2 separate regions of the Pan troglodytes genome follow, and region 2 is linked to region 1. Evidence: chromatin contacts called from public Hi-C data. All regions are on one chromosome and are shown on one strand. Each heading gives the region's core, a stretch centred on a gene start, on an enhancer-like site or on the middle of the called end of the contact. The rest is flanking DNA. Distances are from core to core; before and after follow the strand shown.

Region 1 (4,756 bases), core at 1,453-3,952:
CTTATTCCAATAGAAGACATTGTCCTGGTGCCAATTTCTTCAGAAACAAGATTTAAGATGTTGACTTTGTGAGAAGTGTTGTTTCTAAATTAAAATATGTGATTATATCTTAGCTTTGCCAATTACCCTGTTGATAAATCAATCAAACAATCAAGTCAGTCAAGGCTAAATTCATCTTTAAGGCAGTTTTGCTTTCTAGATCATGTTTATGTCAAAACTCACAAGCAGCTAAGTATGCATAAAATTTAAGAAACATATTTTAGGAATCAAGCACCCCTCACTCATCCCAAGAGTCAATCATGAGCTAAATTTTTTCAAATTATAGGAGACAACTTCATATATTTTTCTAGAGAAAATTATTTCCCTAAGGTGACATTCCTTCATATATATTTCAGAAGACAAACTCATAGGAAATAGTGGTCACACACTTGAAGCGGATTATTGGAATTTGAAAGGAAAAAGACTCAAATTTAACTTCTATAGGAGAGACATTTTTAGTCTTTTTAATGAAAATGTTTGGAAGAGGCATTTTCTTAATAAAGCAGACTTAAGCCACAAAAATCTATTTATTTCTGTTATGGGAATCTGGCATCACATTGATTTTCAGCTTCTTCCATTTACTCCAAATTAAGCTGTGAGCTGGGAGGCTGGATGGTCCACTATAAAGCACTGCAGATGGAAGCAAATTTCAGATCTGCCTCTAATTAAATGTAAGGCTGAATAATAAACTAGACCTTCCAAATATCATCTGTAAAAAGGAACTAAAAGTGTGTGATTATCTAATTTACAGAATTGTTTTAAAGATGAAAGCAGGCAATATAAATATAAACTTGTTTGGTAAGAAATGTAAAAGCACCTTACAAATGCAAAATATCATCAGTGCCTGTTCCCTAAAAGATACATCTAATCCATTCCCATGCAGAAAGCAAAAGTATCTTCAAGCAGTAATAGTTGCTGTTGAGCTTTCTTTGTCTCATTATCTTACTGAAACACAGAACTGAGTGGCTCCTCAAGAATTCCGCAGCCAACACTGCCCTTAAGCACCCTGGAAAGAAAATTGTCTTTGGTCATCTTACAAAGCCCTAGAGTTGCAAATGTCTGCCTTCTGAGAGCTTCTAGATGGTCCTGAGGTTGTAAAACTCCCCATGAAGCGTTTGGAATCATTTATCTTCTGTAGATTTGGGCGTTGATTCCCCCAGTTGTATCTTTCCCAAAGTAAAATTCAAGGAAAACATGGCCAGAATTAGCTTCAGGCATAACTTTCAGACCAGGAAGACCCCTGATTCTTGGCATTTGGTCTGTGGCTCTTTTCAGGATGGATTTCAATGGCAGTGTTCTCCTTCTTGGTTCCACCCTGGGCTAAGAAGATGGTGAGAAACAGGCCTGCCTCCCAGAGAGTTGGTTGCCTTCTTCCTGGTTCCAGCACTGAGGCTGCCATCTCTCCTATTGCTAGGAGCCAATCTCCAACCTTGGGCTGAAGTGGATAATTAGCTCTTATCAGGGCCTCTCAATCAGGACACCCCTGGAATGGTTCTGAGTGCAAACTTAGATGTTTAGAGGGTCCGCAGGCAAGGACAGGCAGGGCACAAACAGCCACTACAAAGTCCTTGGAAAAGCCCACGGTGTTAAGTCCCAGGTTCACATCTGAGGATTTCCTGGAGAAAGGCAACAGGGGGCAGGGGCAATGTTTTCCAACACAAATAAATAGAATAAACCATCTATTTATTCGGTGATTCTCATGTGCCAGGAACTTACATGCTTTATCTCATTATCCTTCATAACAGTTAACTCTACTAAGTAAATATTATAGTACCTCTTTTACAGATGAACAAATGGAGGCATAGAATCTTATTTATATAAAATATTTTATTGAGCACCTGTTATTTTTCAGACATTGAGAACTGAGTGATGGGTGTGGCACAGTCATTGTTGTTGAAGAACTTCTGGCCAAGAGGAGGTCAAATAATTTGCCCAATACACTGTCACTGATAGGAATTAAGGGCCAGAATTTAAATATAGGTCTGTTTGGCTTGAAGACTTGGCCTTTATTCATTTATTTGTCATTTATTCAGCCATCATTAAAGTATTGAGCACCTACTATGTGCTGGGCACTTTGCCAAGGGCTGAGGTTAATAAGATGAATCGGGTACAGTTGGTTCCTGCCCTCATGGAACTTAACCCCTCTGTGCTGCCACGTGGACCCCTGGCCAGGGAGGCGCAGCTATCCTTCCCCTGCCGCGGAGCTATAGCCCTACTGCCAATTTTAGGCTGATTCTCTAAGGCCCTAGTTCATTCCTACTGTTACCACAGTGGGACATTTCTAGCTTATTTTTCTTTCCATTTAAAGACAAGAACATTTTCTTTGTTAGAGAAAACGCCGATTCTGGAGAGAAGAGATCACTTATAGACGGGATGAATATAATTGAATAAAATAAAGAAAATAAAAGGGACGGATTTCCTGTGTCTTCCCAAGCAGGCCCCGCCTTTTTCTCCATGACGGATTGAAGGTAGAAAGCAGGTTGGTTTTGCCCTGGGGCTGCGTCAGAGTCCCCACCGGATCTGCACACATCACCGTGGCGTCAGCTGCCCACGCTTCACCTGCGCTGAGGTCATATTTCTCCGACCACGTTAGCAGGATCGTGTGTGGCGCCCGTGCACATCTGACGAGCATGTAACTGACGGCGTTGACTCCTGCCCCCGCCGCGGGGAGCTGGGAGCTCTGTGCAGACGCCCCGTCCCTGCTGAAATCAAAGGGGTTAGCAGCCTCCCAGCTCCCTCTGTTGACGACTTCAGCCAACTGTCATCTCTTCTCCAAGAGCCCTCTTCTGCTGCCCTGAGCCTCAGATTCTTTTTTGTTCCACTTTCCTTTAGCTTTTTGACTTCAGGATTAATTTGGGGACTAAATTATGTCTGACTAACCCTTGCATTACAGGCAATGTAATTTCGTTTTTGTCCTTAGTATTCAGAAAGGAAACTGTTGACGCCATTATTTCCTGTTCTATCAAAGAGGTGGGCTGATGTTTGTGTGGCTCACGTTCCTGTTAGGAAAGCTATAGTCTGTATCATGCCTATTACTTTTGTCACCTCTCTGGCTCCTTCTTGTAGGGTCTGTTGCTGTCCTTCCTCCTGGCTTTACCCACCTTCCTGGTGTCCCAAAAAAGCCCATTCATCTCCCATCCTCAGTGAGGGCTGGCTATCCCCTTGTTTTCTGGGGTTTGCCTGGGCATGTCTCACCACAGCACTAAAGTGATCACTTCGCTGTTTACTTGGCCCTTTTCTGTAATTCTCCCAGAGCAATGTCCTGCTTTTTGCTCCGCATGTCACATCTCAAGCCAGTCAAGTGTTTTGCTGCATGGATGAATGGATCTCTATACACCTCACCCACTGCTACTCCACAACAGCTACCAATGATAAAGATGGGATTTGTCTTGAATTGCTTTCAGGTCAAAGTTAGCCTTGATAGTCTAGGTTGCCAGATTTAAGTTTAACAACATAAGGGGAAATTCTTAGCCCACTGCCTGACACATAATGAAATTTAATAAACATCCATTTCCTTCCTTCCTTGGAAGAAGTCATTCAGCCTGAATTATCTTAGAAGGAGTCCATTCTTAGATATGAATAAGCCTGTACCCAAGATTAGAGGAATCAGAGCTCCGCTCATAAACATTTCCATCTTTCCAAAGAACAGCTCTAAAATCCAATATGGCAGAATTTGTGAGCTAATAGAAACCTGGAACTAAACAGCCCTTGGAAATCATCTCTATTGACTCTTAGGCAATTTGGCAGGCTTTAAATAGATGGAAAAAATTAAAATATGCAGATATCACAGCAGCTGCCGAAGATTACCTCTTGGCTTTTTCTTGAGCACAGTCTCCAGTAAGCGGACTATAAGCGGACTACAGTCATTGTGCTACTCCTCCCAAGGAACAGTTCACCTTCCCTGGGCTCATCTGCTTTGATACATTTGTTGCTTTGAAAACATAGCTGGCTGGGCACAGTGGCTTATGCCTGTAATCCCAGCACTTTGGGAGGCCAAGGTGGGCAGATTGCTTGAGCTCAGGAGTTTAAGACCAGCCTGAACAACACAGCAAAACCACATCTCCACCAAAAGTACAAAAAATGAGCCAGACACAGTGGTGTGCATCTGTGATCTCAGCTACTTGGGAGGCTGAGGTGGGAGGATTGCTTGAGCCTGGGAGGTGGAGGCTGCAGTGAGCCAAGATTGTACCACTGCACTCCAGCCTGAGTGACAGAGTGAGACCCCATCTCAATTAAAAAAAAAATAGCCGCTGACTTATGGTGGTCCTTAAGGAGATACTGCAGGCCCCTTGTGAGATCCCATAAGTTTAAGCTGGGATGACTTCCTTCAGAAGTGACAGCACATCTAAACACAGGTCTGCCTGGAAGGAGATGGTTTGGCCTAGGGAAAAGAGCACAGGCTTTGATGTCAGGTGCACCTGGATTTGAATTCTGAGGCACTTTCTTACTGTGGGGCCCAGTGCCAGGGAAGTCAGTAACTTCTCTGACCCTTGCTTTGCTCATCTGCAAATGGGCAAAATTAATGAGGAAAATGAGAAAATTATGAAAAATGAGAAAATTAATACCTATCGCTGGAGATTGCTGGGAAAGTTAGACAACTTTAGGTCAGGCACATAGTAAGCACCAGACTAAGTTCCTTGTTGCACATTTGAACATCACTGGATCAAACAGGCTCAAAAGAGGTGCTCTTGACATATCATGCCATTGAGAATAGGAA
Region 2 (4,844 bases), core at 1,255-3,754, 270 kb before region 1:
CACTTACCCAAATGCCCTGATTCTACCTTTTCTCTCCAGCTCCACACCCTCAAGATGATCCCAGTGAGCTGGAATCCTGGTCGAGGGATCTGAGACTTGGCTAGATGAGATTTGGCGCTCAGATGTGCTTTTTGTGAAGTATAACTATGATTTTTCTCTAAATAATTACTCAAACTTAACTGTCATTTAGTCAAGACTCTTCTTAAGTAGTGTTCTTGTTTGTGTTCATGTGGCTTCTTGTGAGACAGACAATTTAAAAAATTTACAAATTGTTCTATTATCCAAACACAACATTGCTGTGTGCCCCTTCCCCTTCCCCAGTCCCTGGAGTTCATTTTCTTTTGTATGTTTCACATATACCAATGACAAATAGTTCATAGTAGATATTGCCTAGGTATGGAATTAGTTTTTTGTTTGTTTGTTTGTTTGTTTTGAGATGGAGTCTTGCTGTGTCGCCCAGGCTGGAGTGCAATGGCACGATCTCGGCTCACTGCAACCTCTGCCTCCCAGGTTCAAGCGATTCTCCCGCCTCAGCCTCCTGAGTAGCTGGGATTACAGGCATCCACCACCACGCCTGGCTATTTTTTTTGTATTTTTAGTAGAGACAGGGTTTCATTACGTTGGCCAGGCTGGTCTTGAACTCCTGACCTCGTGATCCACCCGCCTCAGCCTCCCAAAGTGCTAGGATTACAGGCGTGAGCCACTGTGCCTGGCCAGAATTAGGTTCTTATAAATGTGAAGTATTAGATTCTTATCAATTGGCAAAAGTAGAACTGAAGAACTATATCATATGCTTATAAACTGATTTCTTCTTAGTTTTTACTCCTATGATGTTTCTGTTGAGACCAGTTGACAGAGTAGGAGTGTCAGTATGGAAAAAGCATGGATCATTTTGAAACATGGATTATTCATCAATTACATGTGTTTTAGAATGGAGTCAGTGATATACTCTTGGAGATGATCTCCCCCACCCCCCATCTCCTCCCCTTTTCCTTTCCCCACATCTGTAGCCACTTCCTGTCAGCTAAACCCAGAAGAAAAACTTGACAGAAGCAAAGGGCATCCAGAGAATTATGATCCCCAGGTTGTAGTTCCAGTTCTGTCATGTCCTAAGCCGTCATCTCCTCTCTGGGTCTCAGGTTTCTTATGTATAAGATAAGTAGGAGATTGGGGCCACAACACCTGAGACTAAAGGAATTCTAAGTTTTCATTACTCTATGGATTCCACCTTTGCTAGCTTGGGACCTGGCAGGTCTCAGCAGCTGGTCATGTAGCTAATTCTCAAAGCAGATAAATGCCTGCAGGATAACTGTGAATCGACTCTAATCACAGCAGAGTCCAGCTGCTTCAATAGATGCTGGTGCCTTTGGCTGCTTCCCGGAGCCACCAGCCAACCCAGAGATGAAGCTGGCTGGAAAAGCGGATATGTTGGAGAGGCCAGCATCATCTCTAAACACAGCATCTGGGAAATACCCATGTCCCCAGAAAGAGGTCATTGAAATTCTTCACTTGGTGGTGCAGTGCAGAGACTCAGGAAAACCAGGCTTTGAGTCCTGACCCTGCCACTTTTACCAGCGGTGTGACCTTGGGCAAATTCTCTGGCCCTATGTTATCTTCCTCCTCCATACAATGAGGGTAGCAATAGAGCCACCTTGCAGAAGTGTAGTAAGGATTAAGGTCCCAGGAGGCCTAACAGTACCTACTAAGCAGAGGTCCTCAGAGGTACTTTATAAATGGTAGTAGTAGTTATTATCCTGTGCCCTTTGTTCACAGGAGTCTCTTACAGGGGTGTTGGTCTCAGTGCTCCTCCCCATGGCCAGGCTGTATTGGCTCATGCCCAAGGCGTAGCCTTGCCAGGGAGCCTGGTACAGAGATGCTGCTGATTGGGATGCTGATTAAATTCCCTGATTGAGGAGCCTCAGCATTCTGGCCCAGAGCAGGAGGGCCAGCAATATTTAGCACAATCTGCTTGGATCCTCAATTAAATTGTTTTCCCAAACTGCCCTTTTCAAGGTCTTGTCCTCTTTCCTCACCTCTTTCTGGCCTCTTCTCTCTGGGTCCTTGCCAGAGAAGGGAAACAAAGCCTTGTGGGGCTCCATCTGCTTCCCCCTATCCAGAAGAAGGTGACAAGGCTGTCTTCCTTGCAGAAGATGTGGTTAAAACAAGCCTTGGCTATTCAAGGTGGCTGCAGTCTCATCCTGGAGGCTAAAGTCTCTGCGCATTCCAGGTTGATCTCTGTTTTCTTGGCAAAACTGAGCTCTCAATTCAAACCTGCCTCTCCCTTCCATCCTTTATCCCGACAGCTCGCAAGTGCTTTGCTGGGAAGGACGATTAAGTGTCACTTAGTGTATTTTTCCATTTTCCTGTGTTCATCTGGTAAAAAGAAAATAAAACAAAATAAAGGAGGCCCAGGATTGAACTGTCATTATTTTTTAAATGGAGAGAGAAGGGGTCACATGACTGCGAGTAACTGATTTAGCCAAGTGGCTGCAACTCCGAGTTTGCTGCAGAGCCGCCCCCTCCCGGCGGGGGCGCTGACGTCACGGAAAAGCCCCGCGGCGGGTCGGCTGGGCTGGTTATAAACCGCCCGGCCGCGGCGGCTGCAGGCGGCGGGCACGGACGGCGGGCGCGGCGCAGCGCAGCACTCCCCGCTCGTTGGCCCGGGTATCCCAGCGCGGACCCACGCGATACACTGACGCCCCGACGCCGATCCGGCCGAGCCAAGTAAGGGGGACGGCCCGGGACGGAGAAGGGAGAGAGTGGGAGTTTCCCAGCCCGCAGAACTTTCGAAGTTGAGAAAAGAACCCTTGGAACGTGCGCTCAGCACTGGGATTTTCTGGTAGGGGTCAGAGCTTCAAGTGCAAAGGATGTCGCTTCTCATCAGCAGGTTCCTTAGTTCAATTCGGTAGAAGGGTCACCTCCCCCTACAGATCGAGTGGTCAGAGAGGGCAGCCCTTAATGATGCTTTATGTGTTTGTTGTTTGAATGTAAGTCTGCCAACTGAGGTGCTGCTTTTGAGACTAAAAAACCGGCTGGTCGTCCTGGTTAGTGGCGAGATGTTGGGGTACGGAGTGTGGGGGTGAGGGTGGGAGAGGAGTGTTTGTGCATCTTGCTGATTGCAACGTAAGTACTTATACTTTGTCGCCAGTAGCCGGAAAAACAGACCTCCCGGCTAGGGGAGGCAGTCTGCAAAGGGAAAGTTGTAGAGAAGTTGTTGAATATCATTTAGGGGAGTCTTCAGCCTTCTGATTTGCTTCAAGAAGGGGGTCTGAGAATGGTGGCTCAGGCCTGTGATCTCAGCACTTTGGGAAGCCGAGGCAGGAGGATCACTTGACCCCAGGAGTTCGAGACTAGCCTGGGCAACATAGTGAGACCACCGTCTCTACCAAAAAATAAAAATTAAAATTAAAAAACTAGTGGACGTGGTAGTGCAGGTCTGTAGTCCCAGCTACTTGGGAGGCTGAAGTGGAGGATCACTTGAGCCTGGCAGTTGGAGGCTAGCTACAGTGAGCTATGATCGTGCCACTGCACTCCAGCCTGGGTGACAGAGCAAGACCCTGTCTCAAAAAAGGAATCTGAGTTGAATTAAAGAACTCTTGAGAATGGATGTGGTTTTTTAAGAATGAGGCACTTTCTCTGCAAATTTCATAGGTCTGAACATGAGCAGGTCATTTCTCTGCCAGGGTGTCTAGGTTTGGAGCCGGGATGTTTTAAAAGTGGTATCTGTGGGTAAGAGGGCACAGCTGAGGCATAAACTTTAAACAGAAAATTTCCCCCCTACCCCCAATAATGGCAGGTGGATGCTCTCCAGGCAGCTGGAGAGCATCAAGGCAACTTTACTAAACATGGAAGTTCCAATAAGTGCCTGTCCAGTCCAGCCAGGGTTGCGGTGGGCAGGGGAGGGGAGGGTGATGTCATTGCCACGTGTTTCCCACTGAGGCACAAAACCTGCTGGACACTGGTGCAATTAAGAGCCAAGTTTAGACAAGAGCAGCTAACCTGACCAGCTGGTCCCCAGCAACATTAACTTGTTGCTTTTCAAGCCATCTTTGGAGGCTGCTGGTTCTTTCCAGCCGCCTTTGTGCCAGCTCTGAGTGCAGCTCTTCTTTCATCCAAGTCTGCTTTGAGGAAGGGGGAAGCCCATGGGCAGTGGGTGATGTTAACAGCATTTGTTTTCCCATGCAAATGACAGTCTGCCTGAGGAGCTGGTTACTGACAGTGTGGGCAGCGTGTTTGTCTGTGTGTGTGTCCAGTTGAAAGCCTGTCTTGTTGGGGTTTGGGGGACTGTTTAATTGGTGGTCTTTATGTTAGGGATACTTGCTTCTCATCTCATCTAATAAAATATTACTGATGACTGACCACGTATTTGAGCGGAGCTCTCACTCATGCTTACTAATGCTGCCATCTTGGCTGCTTTGCTCCCCAGGACTCAACGATGACTCTGAATAATGTCACCATGCGCCAGGGCACTGTGGGCATGCAGCCGCAGCAGCAGCGCTGGAGCATCACAGCCGATGGCAGGCATCTGATGGTCCAGAAAGAGCCCCACCAGTACAGCCACCGCAACCGCCATTCTGCTACCCCTGAGGACCACTGCCGCCGAAGCTGGTCCTCTGACTCCACAGACTCAGTCATCTCCTCTGAGTCAGGGAACACCTACTACCGAGTGGTGCTCATAGGGGAGCAGGGGGTGGGCAAGTCCACTCTGGCCAACATCTTTGCAGGTGTGCATGACAGCATGGACAGCGACTGCGAGGTGCTGGGAGGTAGGTGTCCCAGCCCCAGTGGGCTTCTTTCCACCAGGGGTGGCCCAGGAAGAAAGAGCGAGGGTGGGTGACTTATTT

What was found. Hi-C and Micro-C count contacts between places; a contact is called where the count stands out from the background.
Region 2: a contact with region 1 is called in a Hi-C map of induced pluripotent stem cells, with 3 times the contacts expected there. The contact joins the promoter of GEM here to the enhancer-like site in region 1. A contact is called at or near these places in 4 of 7 Hi-C or Micro-C datasets (blood, induced pluripotent stem cells and stem cell-derived neural progenitor cells), 1 of 1 datasets of contacts at active chromatin or transcription factors (stem cell-derived excitatory neurons) and 1 of 1 other capture datasets (stem cell-derived neural stem cells).

What each region holds. Positions count from the first base shown.
Region 1 is chr7:104,200,192-104,204,947 of NHGRI_mPanTro3-v2.0_pri, reverse strand. No RefSeq gene overlaps it. Among named protein-coding and RNA genes, the nearest start is that of PDP1, 78 kb to the right of the region's middle. Within about 2 kb of position 2,702, at least 10 of the 24 cell types and tissues checked have an H3K27ac peak or open chromatin away from gene starts, as enhancers often do. A contact at or near this core is called in induced pluripotent stem cells, stem cell-derived excitatory neurons and stem cell-derived neural stem cells, where this site is marked.
Region 2 is chr7:104,470,156-104,474,999 of NHGRI_mPanTro3-v2.0_pri, reverse strand. It overlaps GEM (GTP binding protein overexpressed in skeletal muscle), which reads left to right and starts at 2,504. Exons shown (of 5, transcript XM_001142306.5): 1 at 2,504-2,724; 2 at 4,427-4,766. The coding sequence starts at 4,436.